Regions from separate parts of the Rattus norvegicus genome. Here region 1 is linked to region 2. Evidence: chromatin contacts called from public Hi-C data. All regions are on one chromosome and are shown on one strand. Each heading gives the region's core, a stretch centred on a gene start, on an enhancer-like site or on the middle of the called end of the contact. The rest is flanking DNA. Distances are from core to core; before and after follow the strand shown.

Region 1 (7,709 bases), core at 3,228-5,727, 480 kb after region 2:
TATGTTTACATTATTATTGTATGGAGATAGCTACCATTGGCTTGTACATAATAAAGGGAAGTCTTTTTTTTTTTTTCAGAGCTGGGGACCAAACCCAGGGCCTTGTGGTTGCTAAGCAAGCGCTCTACCACTGAGCTAAATCCCCAACCCCATAAAGGGAAGTCTTAATGGAAGCCTGAGAGCAAGCCTCAATGTGTCATTCATAGTGTATCCTTAAGATTGATCTGGGAACCTGGCACATGAGAGAGAGAGTCAAAGAAAGAATGCACAACCAAAATACCTGCTGCCGTCTATTTAATGGTTCTCCAACCTCAGTATATTTGGGGAAAGAATTTCTTCCGAACACATACTTTGGATTTAGTCTTATGTGTATGCAAGCCTGCTTCTGTGCCCGACCTCATTCTATCAAGGCACACTCCCTTTTCAGCACTATGCTAGAAACTTGAGATACATTGTTGCAAAAATGGGCAAACTCAGCCATGGGCAGGAGCGATGGCTCAGTGGTTAAGAGCACTGACTGCTCTTCCAAAGGTCCTGAGTTCAAATCCCAGAAGCTACATGATGGCTCTCAACCATCTGTAATGAGATCTGATGCCCTCTTCTGGTGTGTCTGAAGGCGCAGCTACAGTGTACTCATATATAATGTCTTTTTAAAAAATGGGCAAAGTCTCTGCTCTCGGAGTTTACATAAATAGGAGAACGTAAATTGGAGAATATGATTTAATAAATATAAATAAACCTTCAAGGAGAGCCCTCAAACTTTGGAACTGTTTTGCAGAAACCTTTTTTTTTTTTTAAAGACAAGGACTCTCAGTTGGACCAGAGACTTACAACTCAGCTAGGCTGACTGGACAATAAGCTACAGACATCCTCCCATCTCTGCTTCCTCAGCACCGGGATTCTAAGTAGGCACCATCATGCCCAGACTTTTATATGGGTTTTGGGGACTGAAACTCTGCTCCTTATGCAAGAGCTAAGATGATGACAAGGTGCCTGGTGCTTGCTGTGGGTGTCCATGCTTGCTGGTAACCCTCGCATCTGGGAGGCTGAGGCAGAGGGTCACAAGTTCAAGACCACTCTGAGACAAAGTGTGAGACCCTGACTCAAAGAATAAACAAAACAAAACAATGGGGTGAGAGAGAAGGAGTTGAGGAGAGAGAGGGGAAGGGAAGGAGTGAAAAGACTAGACCAGAGAAGTTAAGGAAATTACTCCTACTGTGGGAAGACTGAGCTTAGTTAACATAATAAACGGACAGAGGAAGCCTAGTGGGCAGGGAGAAGAGCACGGAGAAGGGTCTGTAGGGAGCAGCCAATCACAGATGGCTTTATGGTCAGAGGGGAGAAATGCAGCATGCGTTGTTCTGGATAAAGCTGGAAGGAAAGACTGTTCAGGGCCTGCAGAGCCCGGCGCTTCCACTCCTTCGAGCACAGGTGACCATGTGGAACTATGGGTGTCATTTTTCATGATAAAGGTTCTGGTCTTAGGAGAAGTGCAGCTAGGACCTCCCTCATTTTGCTCACTCTGCTTCTCTGTGTTATTAGTATAGGATGGCTATGGGGAGCAGGGTTTCCCTAATCTTTGGAGAAATGGAGGGGAAAGACAGCACAGTTTCTAAGCACAGAAAAGCACTGAATGAACAGCGAGTGCTGTTGTTCTTCAAGTCTTTCAGCCGGAACCCAGCTCAGCCAGTAAACCAAACTGAGCTCTGCTCGCAGCCACGCCGATTCGGTAACTGCTCTTTGTCGGGATTTTAGTTGTTTTTTTCCTAACCTATCCCAAGGTGTGTTCTGTGAAAGAAAAAATATTATTTGTGTGAGTGGGTGCACACGTGGACGATGCGGAAGCCAGAAGACAACCTTCTGGTTATCCCTCCTCCCTGAGGATTAAACCCGGACTCCAGGCTTGCACCGGAAGTACTTTTACCCACCGAGTAATTTCATCAGATCATGTTCTTCAGCAGTGTTTATCCTACTTCAGTGAAAGTAGGAAGTTTATGCGCACAAGAGCACGCACGTCCAGTTCTTCAAGATCATGTCTTTCATCACAGTGACCGACCAAGAATTCTAGGTTGGCTGACTGAAAACCGGTGAGATCCCCTTGAACAGCCCACCTCACTTTAATAAAAAATTAAATAAATAAATAGCCCACACCACTTAACCTTTTCATTCATTTAACAAGTGTTATACAGCACTTAAAATACGCTGTAGACTTTGCTGGTTCGTGACATACATAAAGATAAGTAAATCACAGTGTTTGGCCTGGAAGTGCTCCTGAGACAAACCATTGCAGCCTCTTGTCTTGTAGCAGCGCTCGAACCCAGAGTAAGAGTTTTGTGGGAGCCCAGAGGAGAGTAAGTTTCCCTGGGGAAGTGGGATGAGGGGGCTTCCCACAGAAGGCACCGTCGGCAGCGTGGCTTTGAGCACTGAACTGCAGCACTCCCAACCAAAAGGTGTGTTGTCAGCTTGGGAACAGCGGAAGCAAAGCTGTGCTAGAGTGCGTTGGAAATCCTGTCTAGGGAGATGAGCCAGGAAGAGTAGACAGGCTTTATGGCCTTCATAAAGCAAGGGTGGAACCAGATCAATTTCTTAAAACCAGCTTCAAAGCTCTAGAGAGGCCGTGTAGTATTGCAGCTGGTTATTGCCTTTCTTTTAAGAAATCGTCTTTGGATTTTCATGTGCATTCGTTTAGAGATAGTTTATCGGCTGGTTCGAGTGTTTAGAAATGATTTTCAAATATCATCCATTCCAACGCTAGACAAACCCAGCAATAGAGCCTGACTTGTGATTTCACCTGTTCACCGAGGTCTCAAGCAAGAACACTATGTAGAAACCACGGAATGGCTTCCTAATACAATCTACGAATTAGATCAATGATGCCACCCAACTAAGTAGAGATTAAGCGACTTGATCAGCACACACTGCTTGGGGCATCATGTCCCGCTTTGAAATCGAATTTTCCCCCCTCGGCCTGACTTGGCATGAGGTCTCACTTCTCTTGGCCCATTTTTCTATCTGTAAAATGGAGTTACCACATTTTAAGCACTTAGAAAGTTGAATTTTGTAATCTTTCGTTAGTGGACAAACTAAGACATGTCTGTAACCCTCTCCTGCCAGCTACACCAACATGAAATCCATCTTATCTGAAGGTAAACAGAAAGAAAGACATCTCACAAAGGGACTATAAAGCTTCCAAAAATAGCAGAAGAAAGGGAAGGCTCTTTTCTTCATGAGTTAAGAAAAAGGAAGAAGATATTTTTCTTAAACCATGTGTCTGTAGCTCTCAAAATCCAGCACATATAAAAAGCTCTTGTGAGATCTCTTAAAACAAACCCCTGAACGGAGTCCTCTCTACCACAGTCAGGATCCGATTTTAGATCTGACTTGGCTTGCTTGGTAATACAGGGTCTCACCACGTACCCAAACTGGTCTTATCTCCTATCTTGGCTTCGTAATTCTGAATTGACAGACTTGTGCCACCATGACTGTCTGGTAGCTGCTTATATTCATTCCTCCAGGTCCAAGAATTTCTGAAACTGCCTGTTTTATCTTCCTTTAGGTTTAGGAGTGAGGAAGAATGGCCTTCCTTCTTTTCATCCTTACAGAAGAGACACAGTGGCTCATAGCGATACCAGGGATGTGTTATAGTGCGTGGGGTGGGGGAGGTGACTCCCCAACCTTTCTTGGTTATCTTGCTGCTGTCCTGAGGCCTTTCTGTGCCTGGAGGTGGTATGTGTGTGTGTGTGTGTGTGTGTGTGTGTGTGTGTGTGTGTGTGTCTATGTGTATATGTCTGTATGTGGGTGTGGGTGTGTCTCTGCGTGTGCCTGCGTGTATATATCTGTACGTGTGTGTCTATGTGTGTATCTGTGTCTGTGGGTGTGTGCTCATGTGTATACATCTGTGTGTATCTGTGTGTGTATATGTGCCTGTGTATTCTGTATGTGGGTGTCTATGTGTGGATCTGTGTGTGTGTGTGTGTGTGTGTGTGTGTGTGTGTGTGTGTATCTGTGCGTGTGTGTCTATCCTTGTCTGTTCCCTTATAAAATTAGTGTAAGAACTGAAAAGGAGAAATGAACTAATAGGATCAAAAGATTTTCATTCCTCTCTCAAAGAAGCCTCTCAGTTGGGTGTCCCAAGATTTTTGACATTATAAAGCAGAGGGACACTGGGGAACCCTGGCCTTTAGATCCACTCGCTCTCGGGGGTACATGGAGCTGATACACTAAGCTAGTCTGAGACATCCTACTTCACAGAAGGGTACCTCACCAAAGTTTTCTCTGCAGCACAGTGATGCTTTGTCCTTCTCCTGCTTCCCTGAGGCTGGGGCCACTGGTCTTTCCATTCCCTGGACTGGACCCTACTGCCAGCACCCACCTCCCATAGCTGTAGGAGACCTGAGGCTCCATCCCCACGGCTGGTAGGCCGATCAGACCTAGTGACACAGCATCCTGGCCTGCCTGGTTTTGCTCTTTCCCAATCTGTTCAACTCACTTTCCTGCTGCCAAGACTGCTCTTTTCTGCCGGCTCTGAACCAGTGAGTGCCCTGGGCAGGGGCCCAGCCTCTGGAGCCATGCCCAGTGCTTGGCCCAGTACTTGGCCTACTGCCCAGGAGTCGTCAAGAGTCTGGCCTGGATGTGTGTCCTTTCAGCTGCTTGTCCTATAGTCCTCTCCTTGGAGTGGTAGGATGGAAGACATCCATCCTTGTCATTTTTAGCCTACCCCAAAGCTTCTTCTTGCCCTTCCAATAGAAGTGGGCCTGATGTAGTTACAAGCACTGGCTAATTGGGGTTCTGGGACTTTTAAAAGCACTGGGGGATTCATTGTGAGCCCTCTAGTGTTCATAAAATGTTTGAGAGGGCTTTGGGGCCCTGAGTAGTGGATTCTCCAGGAGCCACAGCTGGGGTGTGGCCTCAGTTTACATGCCTATTCTAGAAAATCTCCGCCTTTGGGATCCTCTGATAAAAATAACCTTTCTAAGATGAGATATTAGGGAAATAAAGGCTAACCTGGGCCTTAACGATCATGCGAGTGGCCACCAAACCTGTCATCCTGCGTCCCTAGGGTGGTATCTGGCACTCCACAGCTGTGTACTGGAGCTCCAGAGGAGGTCTGAGGGGACAAACTCTGGGGTGGGACAGGTGGATGCTCTAATAATGACAGAGAGAAGAGACAAGTACATGGTCATGAGAGGGAGCCAGGGACCAGAAGAAGATTTACGAGGCCTCTGAGCACAGAGACTTTCGAGATCTATTCTCACTGGAGTTGGAAGAACTCAGGAAACGAACAGGAAGTAAACACACTATGTAGCCCCTAGGAGGGTGGCCATCGCATAAGCTGTAGACCTCAGAAATGAAGTCAGATCGGCCTAAGCCTCCCCGTATCTAATTCCCTGAGGCAACCTTGAACTGAGTTAGCATTGTCTATTAACAATGCTATTTTTTTCTTATTCCTAAAAGAGGCAGTTGGCTTATATCTACATGGGAAAAAATATTACTTTCCCCCAAAATCATAACCAAGAGAGCCAGATCTGAACCCTAATTTGGGACCCTTTGTTTCTAGCTGTGAACAGAGCAGAATGCCCAGTCTGGGTTTTAGAAAACAGGTCTAGCTTGCAGAAAAGACAATTAGGAAAAAAAAAAAAAGAAATCTCATTTTACCATATATTCAGCAAATTTGGAAAGAAAGTACTACAGGACCCCAAAACACATCCAGTGCTCAGAAATAATTGCCACAATGAACCTGAGGGTGACCACAGGGAGGGGACGGTGCAAACCCTGAAAAGCACTGACTTCTGCACGCCCGCCCACCCGCCTGACAGAGTAGCGTGCCTCACAGTTATCGCAGTGACAAGTCCTGCGCAAAGAGTCCTGCGGAGCATCATGGGCCCAATCCCCACTTTTGCTCTGACCAGAGACACTTCCCACATTCCACTTTCCAAACGTCAGTACACATTCTTTAGGTCACAGGAGTGAAATTAAACATCCTGCCACCGGGTAAGGGGAAGAGAAACTACGGCCGCTCGTCCCCAGTACAAAGGCTAGCTTCATTCCAGACAGTTCCAGATGAAAGAAGTCCAAGCGGTAAACTTTCGGGCAAGGAAAGTTCACGACAACTTTAGGGGGGAAATGGCTACTCCATGTGGTGCTAAGACATCAAACTATAATTATTATCAAGGGTTTGCTGCTCTCTTTAGTATCAACACAGGTTTGGGGCTTTTGTTTGTTTGTTTTCTTTTGCTTTTGTTTGTTTGTTTGTTTGATTGATTGTTTTGGTGTTTTGTTTTTTTTAACTGCAGCAGCAAGCCCTGGACATATAAAAGCATGTTACAGGATAGACTTCAAGAGCAACCGGAATAATCACAGATTAAAACTGGCATCAAGTCTCAAACAAGCACCTTCACCTAGTAGGTAGCACTTAAGGACTGACCTGCTTATGGGAAAGAACAAACAGGAATCACACAGTAGAGTCCAGCACACAGAGCAGGGTGAATCAGTGTCCAAAATACAGAGATATGGATTCAATAAGTCCCAAACAGAAGCAGGACTCTCTCTCCCTTCCTTCCAGCCCCTCCCTCCCTCCCTCCCTCCCTCATATCCCACCCTGCTCCCAACACCTTTCATTTTGACCTAAATTTGCTAGCTTACTGAAAATGATTCTACTTTTCTCATTACAAACTCATTTGAAGTAAAACTGTAGGATTTTGAATTTAGAGTCTCAAAAATGATCTTACAAGAATGGATTTTCAATCATTTAAATTCACGTGGTATTTCTTTCCCTTTGTCTATCTGGTGTTCACTGATAAAAAAAAAAAATCTAGCCTAATGCTAACCAGTGATCTGCCTGGGAAACTTGTCTTAGCAAGCTAGGGGAAAAAAATAAATAAATAAACAAACAAAAATGAAACAAGATTAAAAAAAAAAAAAACCACAATAGCCTCGTCTCTGTTACTGAAAAAATATACACAAGCATTAGCTTCACACAAGCAAGGTTGAAACGGGTGGGGTCCTTTGATTGACGTCCAGTTGTCACTGTCATTGGAAAATTTTATGGGCAGCTTCCAATCCGTTTAGACAAATTAGGATGAATGGAAGTGCTGAGTAAGGGGGCTACTCTCTGTGCACCAGCTATAAACGGAGGCCCGAAAGCCCTGAGTGCTGTACTTGGACTGCTAAAACAATGGGGGAGGGGAGCCCAGAAAACTGAGAGAGAAACGTGTTGAGATGGGAAATTAATGAACAGAAATGGCATTCAGGCATGTCAAAAGATAAGACAGATTTGGTTTTTTGGAAAGAGACCTAAATCTAGTAAACAGGGCCAAGTCTCATGAATTGCAAAAATTACATCATGTACAATGATTTTAGCGATAAATTTATTTTAACCATCGATAGCCAAAGGTGGTTATTTTGGGAGAACACAGTGGATACATTTGTTTTCCTGAAGCAGGCAGGGGCAGTATTGTGTTACTCATCAACTTCATTAATATTCATTAATTTTTAAAGCACTCTGGTTAGGTTTGGCTATTATCTATACAGATTATTTTGCCCTTAAATAAAAATAATTACAATAATTTCATTATTTAAAATGTAATTAGCAAAAAGTAAAAAGAAACTCTACGTTTTCATTAGGAAAGTATACATTCATTAGAAAGTACATATTTTTTTCCAAAGGATTCTGTTCTAATTGAATTCCTGGGGTAAAATTCTAATAGTCA
Region 2 (7,566 bases), core at 917-3,416:
TCTTACAATACTAACAAGCCGTCCAAGTTTTACCTGGACCCTTAAAGATGTAATAAGGAGATGCTTCCTAATGCCGTTCGAGGCCAGCATGGTACTTAAAGCCACAGTCAGAATGATGCATGGCTCTTCAAGAGGTTATGGAATACACTACTTCTGTTTCTGGGATATGTTATTTATTTCTATTGCTGGTTTATTTCCTCTTTATGTATGAATAAAGTTTTTTTTTTATTTAAGTATCAACCTATTTAAGTATCAGTTGTTCGACTAAACAGTAAGCCTCAGTTCAGAGTCAGTCTTTTTATTTTCGGATTTCTGTTTCAGTGCTGGGAGTTGAACCCTGTGCATGCTAGAGAAGTGTTCTACTACCGCTACATCCCAGCTCTTTCTGATGGAGGTTCTTCATTTTAAGTGATCGAATTATTTCTCTTTACAAAAGTACTTTTCTTCCCAAGTTCAAATAAATATCAATATCTGTTTTCTTATGGATTTTGTTGTAGATGTTTAAGCCCTTAAGACAGCTGGGGTTTCTGACACTATTGCTGATGCCAAGAAGCACTTGCTGACAGGAGCCTAATATGGCTGTTTCCTGAGAGGCTCTGCTAGCACCTGACCAGTACAGATGCACATTCTCACAGCCAACCATCAAACTGATCCTGGGGATACCAACGGAAGAAGTAGAGGAAGGACTAAAGGAGCTGAAGGGAATTACAACCCAATAGGAAGAACGATAATGTCAACCAGACCCCCCAAATCGCCAGAGACTAAATCACCAACGGAAGAGGAAGAGTACACATTGAGAGAGCCATGGCTCTAGATACATTTGTCCAACATCAGTGGGAGGGGAGGCCCCTGGTCCTATGGAAGCTTTATGCCCCAGCATAGATAGCTAGGACGGGGAGGCAGGGGTAGGAAAGTGGGTGGAGGAGCACCCTCATAGAGGCAAAGGGAGAGGGAGGAATTAGATGGGGTGTTTGTGGAGGGGTCACCGGGAAGGGGTATATTATTTGAAATGTAAACGAATAGTGATTAATTGAAAAAAAAAGATAGCTGGGGTTTAATTTTAGTGGAAGATGGTGATCCATTTTAATCAGAGAAGTCATTTTTTAAATTATTTTTTGAAGTTCTTGATCAACTAAATAGATATTATATTATGAAATTATATATTATATATAATTATATATTTATAATATATACTTAAATATATTATATACTTACATATGTGTGCATTAATATAAATATACATTATATAATAATATGAACACCATGTGGTTGCTGGGAATTGAACTCAGGACCTCTGGAAGAGCAGTCAGTGCTCTTAACCACTGACCCATCTCTCCAGCACCAGCGATACCTTCTTAAATGTACCCCTGCATACAAAACTGTACTTTTCTATAACATCTGTCAGTATATAAAGATATTCTTTATATTTATGTACTCTGGCCCTTTACCTAGAATATAAACTTAACGAGCAGAAATTTTCATTCTCTTAACTGCCAAATCTCCAGTGCAAAGCCATTAAAATTTTCGTTAAGTGGCTCAACATTCCAGAAAAACGTTGTATTTACGTCATTTACAGGAAACACTCGTGTTGTAAAGGTACTACAATTAAGCAAGGATTCACAATCAACAAATGCCAGCTCACTGTTTAAAAGCTCAAGTCTGGCTAGATTTTTCATCACTGAATCATTGCCTCATTAAAATTTATAATTTACTGTGAAGCATGTGAACCTGTAAGCAGAAACCTCATTTCCTAAATACACTTCAACTTCCCACCTCTCAGTGAAACTGGGTACCGCCCTTTCTGCCAAGCCCCACCTCGCTCCGCCCTCTCCGAATTAACACCGCCCAGTCCTGCACCTGAGCGGTTTGCATGGGACGCCTGCGCAATGAGTAATTAGCGCAAAGATTTCTGGGATTGGTAGTCCGTATACCTCTATCCTTGTCATTTGCCTGAAAAAAAAAAACAGCGTAAATGAGATCGCTTTGAATTTAATGAATATTAAATAAAACTCAGACTGTGTCTCAGAAAAGCGGAGGCACTGAGTCGTTTCCAAAGATCATCCCTCCACTCACCTACACACAGCGGTACAGGCGCCGCTCGGACGGCCGCACGGGGCCCTTGGCTGGGGCGGGGCTTCCCGCAATGCCTTGTGGGTCCTTCCTGCCTCTCTTCTCTCTTTCTCTCGGGCCCGTGGCGCCGGCAAGATGGGTGAGCTGTGTGGGCTGGATTGAGGGGCTGCTGGAGGGACCTAGAGCTCGTAGTACGGGCTGTCGTGGGTCGATACAGCGGGGAGCAGGTTGTATCCGGGCGGAGGCCGGGTGAAGGGGCGCCGGCTCGCGGGCACGTGGCCGTGCGGATGAGTTCCTGCGGCCTACGGGCTGCCTTGCCGGGCCCCTGCTCCAGACCCATTGCACTAGAAATGTAAATAAACTGAAAAATCCCTACCCAGGTTTTGTGTGCATCTCTGAATTAGTTAGGGAATTTCGAGGGTAATTGATCCACGGGCTAAGAGGAGACGCAGGACTCGGACGTAAAAGTACCTCCTGCCGAGGATCGTGTGTGGAAGCGCGAGTTCGAAGGGTTTACAGAGGGTTCGGTGTTCCTTTTTCAGGTAAGTGTCGTGGTCTCCGTACTGCCCGGAAGCTCCGCAGTCACCGACGGGACCAGAAGTGGCATGATAAACAGTACAAGAAAGCCCACTTGGGCACAGCCCTGAAGGCCAATCCGTTTGGGGGTGCCTCTCACGCAAAGGGAATTGTGCTGGAAAAAGTGTAAGTGAAAGGCTCCCTAAAAGCGTTAGTTTACCGTAATTGAGAACGAACTGATTCTTAAAAAGTTGCAAATGATCGTGAGCCTGCGTTGTTCTGGGTTTTATTAGGAGAGAGAATGGCAAGTATCCTTGCTTATGTTAGGACTACTGCTGGGGGTTAGTAAAGTTTTTAATTTCAACTGTAGTCTGGAAGGCGTGAAAGGTAACAGGTAATAATACATACTAATGCATATATTGAACAGTGTGGGAACTGTACCATAACCAGCTGGTACAGTTCTTAGGACCTTTTTGGAGTTGAGAAAATTACTTTTCTAGCATGTTAAGGATGCATTGACTTTCTAAAATGGTGATGTTTTTTGTGTAGTGTTCACAAATTTAGCAACACTAATTTTTACAACTCTAGCTTACTAGTTCTGTTTTGTCTGGGGAAACTTCTTTGAAATGGTGGCATCTGCAGGATTTGAGATTGGATTGAGTAGGAACTGCTTCTGCTTTATTAGTAATCGTTTTTTAAAACCTTATTAACTCACGTGCCATTGATGTTGCAGAGGGGTTGAAGCCAAACAGCCAAATTCTGCCATCCGGAAGTGTGTCAGGGTGCAGCTCATTAAGAACGGCAAGAAGATCACAGCGTTCGTGCCCAATGACGGTTGCTTGAACTTCATTGAGGTGACTTGTCTTATGATTGTGCTGGGGGGGGTCTTTAAATTATTTACTCTGGGAAGTGGGTATTTCTTTTAATTGCCAGTAATGCCTATGATGGACTTTATTTTATTTCAGGAAAATGATGAAGTTCTGGTTGCTGGATTTGGTCGCAAAGGCCATGCCGTGGGTGATATTCCTGGAGTCCGCTTTAAGGTGGTTAAAGTAGCCAATGTGTCTCTTTTGGCTCTGTACAAAGGCAAGAAGGAAAGACCAAGATCATAAAATTTTGACAATGGAAACAGAATAATAAATTTTCATATCCAGAAAAAATACTTTGTGTCTTACTTCCTGCCCTGAAACGCCAAATATATCTGGCTTTTACCAGGTATAGGAGACAGTTGCTAAAATATTTTGTAATGTAAGTGGGGCTTGTTCCACACAGTTACAGCATAGACAACCCTGTGACAAGTGAACAGTGTCATTGTGCACAGGACTCTAAAAGTGCTCTGCATTTCTATTTCTTGGCAGTTCAAGTTTAATGTTGTCATCTGTACTATAATTTTCAGTGTTTGTGAGTGAGAATTCTTAGCATGCAGAAAGTTCCAGAGAGTCCTAGAAAAGACTGCCTGTTTGTGGGACTATAATCCCAGCCCTTGGGAGCCTGAGGTAGGAAGAATGTTTTGAGTGTATGGGAAGGGGTGCAACCCACGTCATCTGTGCATTAGATGATAGTGCTAAGGAGCTTGGGCCAAGGTAAACTTGAGAGCACAGGAAAAGGCTTGAGTAAGGGAGAGTCCATACCCTACCTTAACAGTGAAGTACTTGGAAACTGCAGGACCAGTTTAAATTAAATGGATAAAGAACAACCCATGTCAACTTTGCTCTTGCTGGTTGACTATATTTGTACTTAATTGGCTCAAACCATTCTTCAATCTCTGCAAAGCCTCGCCTTTACCTTTTAAACCTTGCTGGTCACGGTGTTCTCTGTCTCAAGGGGAGATTATAAATGAAAGATGATTATATCTGCACTAGGGTAGAGCAGGTCTGCCTGTAGATTCCATACAATGTTTCATAGGTGGGAACCTTAGCTGAGGCATCCACTGGTCAACTGGTGTTTCAGACTTCACTGGTCAACCCTACCAGGGAGTGCATTTATGAACAGGCTTCTTGTGACATCTGGCATGGGTATATAGCTACTATTAGGACAATGGGAGGAGAGTTGGAGCTCAGGCTCCCAGGGCCAGGGAGAACCTTGTTCTCCATCTTTGTACAGCTGAACCTGGACTCAACAGCGTCTTGTGTATTTAACTCTTACATGTTTCCCCCAACCCTTTTTAAACCAGCTACATAGCCCCTCAGTACAGTGGCTACCAAACTCAATCCAGTGTGTGGAACTGATTTTAAATTCCTCTGTGACCATTGGTGTTGGTAAACAAAGCCCTATCCTTTACATTTACATCTCCATGTCTTTTCCCAATGAGCAAGAAAGCTGTGGCAGAGGCTCACACCTTTAATCTCATCAGGGAAGGAAGACTGGGCTTGAAGGTCAGTAAGGATCATAATGAAGCCTTCTTAAAAAAATGGTCTGAGAAAGGAATGAACAACTTGGGACAGTTTCTGCCCCTCTTTCAGAATGGAGAACATTGTAAAATGTATGGAAGAACTAGGGTAATTTAAAAAATATTACGGGTGACTTGACTTTCAGGCAATTTATAGCTGCAGTATTAAGACTGATGACAAAAATGAGTGGTGAAATTCTAGTTTCTAAACAGGGACAAGGTGAATCAAGAAACAAGCATCTTTAACCTGTGTTAAGGTAAGGTCCTTAGTTGTTCCTCCAAGGATGTCTTATAAAAGATGTGTACAGCACACCAAGACACTTTGTTAAATTTTGGGTTTGGTCAAGTTTTTAAACTAGTGTTTTTGAAGATCTAAAATTAAAAGGCAACAAGTATTTTCAAGTCATATACTCAAAGGCTTTGTATCTGCTTGCTAACTTCAGAAGTAAAGCAGTCCTATTAAAATCACGCAGATTATAATCTATGCAGGGTACTTGCAAAATACTAAACTGGATCCCCCATCTATCTGTTGGGATTGGCAATTCTGTATGAAGTTATGCAGTACACATAGACCTAAGCCATTAAATTCCCAGGTAGTTACACAAAATATATGCCCATAATTTAAATCCTGTGCACAAATATTTATGGTAACTTTGTGACAGCCAAGGACTAGAAATAAATCTACAGGAGAGGCAGCTAGCTTGTGGTATATTAAAAAATGATATACTATTTAGCCATAAAACTATTGCTGGGACTAGAGAAACAAGTTAGTGGTTTACACACACACTTGGACCTGGGTTCTCCACATGTCCAGCAGAACACAACCATAACTGCAGCTCTAGGATATCTGAAACTTTTCTGGCCTCTCCAGGGACCACTCATTGTGCTCAGATCTTCACACAGACAAATGTTCGTGTGGTTTTTAAATAACATAATGAAATCGGTGTACTGTAGCAACTAGAAATACAAGAAGGCATTTTTAAAAGGTTATACTGTATGTGTGGTGGTTTCAGTATTCTCGGCCTATGGAGTGCTACTGTTAGTAATATCTAGTAAGAACTACCTACTCCCTCTGCAGGTCCTTTACCAGTGATCTGGACCATAGGCTTTGCTGGCTAGTTCCTTGTCACCTTGACATCAGCTAGAGTCATTTCCATTCATTCTGTATTTTACACATTGTATTGTGTGTACACACACGGTCCCATTATTACATGCCTTTTTTCTCTTTCCTATGCTGTGTGTACACTCATCAGGCAGGATTCTTGATCTAGTTTTGTCCTACAGATGAATTTTAAGAGGTGTAGGAACATCCCTATATGAGTTTCTGGTAGAGTTGTGTGTGTACATGCCCACGCTCACTTGAGCCTTAGTGGTTAAGAGCACTGTATGCTCTTTCAGATGTCCTGTGTTAATTCCTAGCAACCACATGATGACTCAAAACCATCTATAATGTGGTCTGATACTCTCTTCTTGAAAGGTGTATATGCAGATAAAGCATTGTATACCAAAATATAAATATGAGGCTGAAGAGATGGCTCAGCGGTTAAGAGCACTAGCTGTTCTTCCAGAGGTCCTGAGTTCAATTTCCAACAACTACATGGTGGCTCACAGCCATCTGTAATGAGATTTGATGCCCTCTTCTGGTATGTCTGAAGACAGCAACAGTGTACTCATATACATAAAATACGTTTTAAAAAAAGGATTTTTACTGTGCATGAGTATTTTGCCTCAATGTAGACATGTATACCATGTGTGTACAGTTCTCATGAAAACCAGAAGTGAATGTTGGGTCCCCTAGAACTGGGGTATATAGTTAACATTTGTATTGTAGTGAGGAAGATCACAAGTAACATGGGGAGCAAATAGTTTATTTTATTTTGCATTTCCAGGGAACAGTTCATCCCTGAGAGAGGTCAAGGCAGGAACTCAAGGTAGGAACTTGGAGGCAGGATCTTAGGTATAAGCCATGCAGGGAATTATTTACTGTCAACACACTTCTTCCCACCCCATGAACGGACCTGTGGGGGACAAACCACATCACTGATACCTCCTATGGAACCTGTAAAATGCACCTGGCCATTCTGCTGTGGTTGTACTCAATGGCTTGATTACAGTCATTGAAAATGAAATTTGCCCAAAGATTCTGGTAAATTTACAATCACAACATGGGTATGAAGCCCACCATCAGAGAAAAAAGAAATGAACCAAAACACCAAAGTTTAGGGGTTACATGTCTTTGTTTGTTTTCAGTAAGTTACTTATTTTATATATGTGAGTACACTGCCGCCATCTTCAAACACACCAGAAGAGGGCATCAGATCCCATTACAGATGGTTGTGAGCCACCATGTGGTTGCTCGGAATTGAGCTCAGGACCTCTGGAAGAGCAGTGAGTGCTCTTAAGCGTTGAGCCATCTCTCCAGTCCTAAGGGTTACAATTTTCAACGATTGAAAAACAGATCAAAAATCAATGGACAAGATCAAAGAAAAAGTCTGTATTCATAGAAACAAATGGCACAATGTCTGTAATTTGTTGTAAGGCCCTGGAACAACTGAGGAAGTAAGTGAAGCAAATACAACGCCGTCTTGGTG

The links. Hi-C and Micro-C count contacts between places; a contact is called where the count stands out from the background.
Region 1: a contact with region 2 is called in a Hi-C map of psoas muscle, with 2.0 times the contacts expected there. The contact joins the enhancer-like site here to the promoter of Rps23 in region 2. A contact is called at or near these places in 2 of 12 Hi-C or Micro-C datasets (Schwann cells and psoas muscle).

Annotation. Positions count from the first base shown.
Region 1 is chr2:24,292,929-24,300,637 of GRCr8, forward strand. LOC134485571 (a long non-coding RNA gene) reads right to left here. Exons shown (of 4, transcript XR_010063697.1): 2 at 1-7,709. Among named protein-coding and RNA genes, the nearest start is that of Ssbp2, 90 kb to the right of the region's middle. Within about 2 kb of position 4,478, at least 62 of the 93 cell types and tissues checked have an H3K27ac peak or open chromatin away from gene starts, as enhancers often do. A contact at or near this core is called in Schwann cells, where this site is marked.
Region 2 is chr2:23,812,351-23,819,916 of GRCr8, forward strand. Rps23 (ribosomal protein S23) reads left to right here and starts at 2,167. Exons shown (of 4, transcript NM_078617.3): 1 at 2,167-2,209; 2 at 2,613-2,772; 3 at 3,320-3,440; 4 at 3,552-3,737. The coding sequence starts at 2,206. The coding sequence ends at 3,698. It also overlaps a transcript of Atp6ap1l not described here.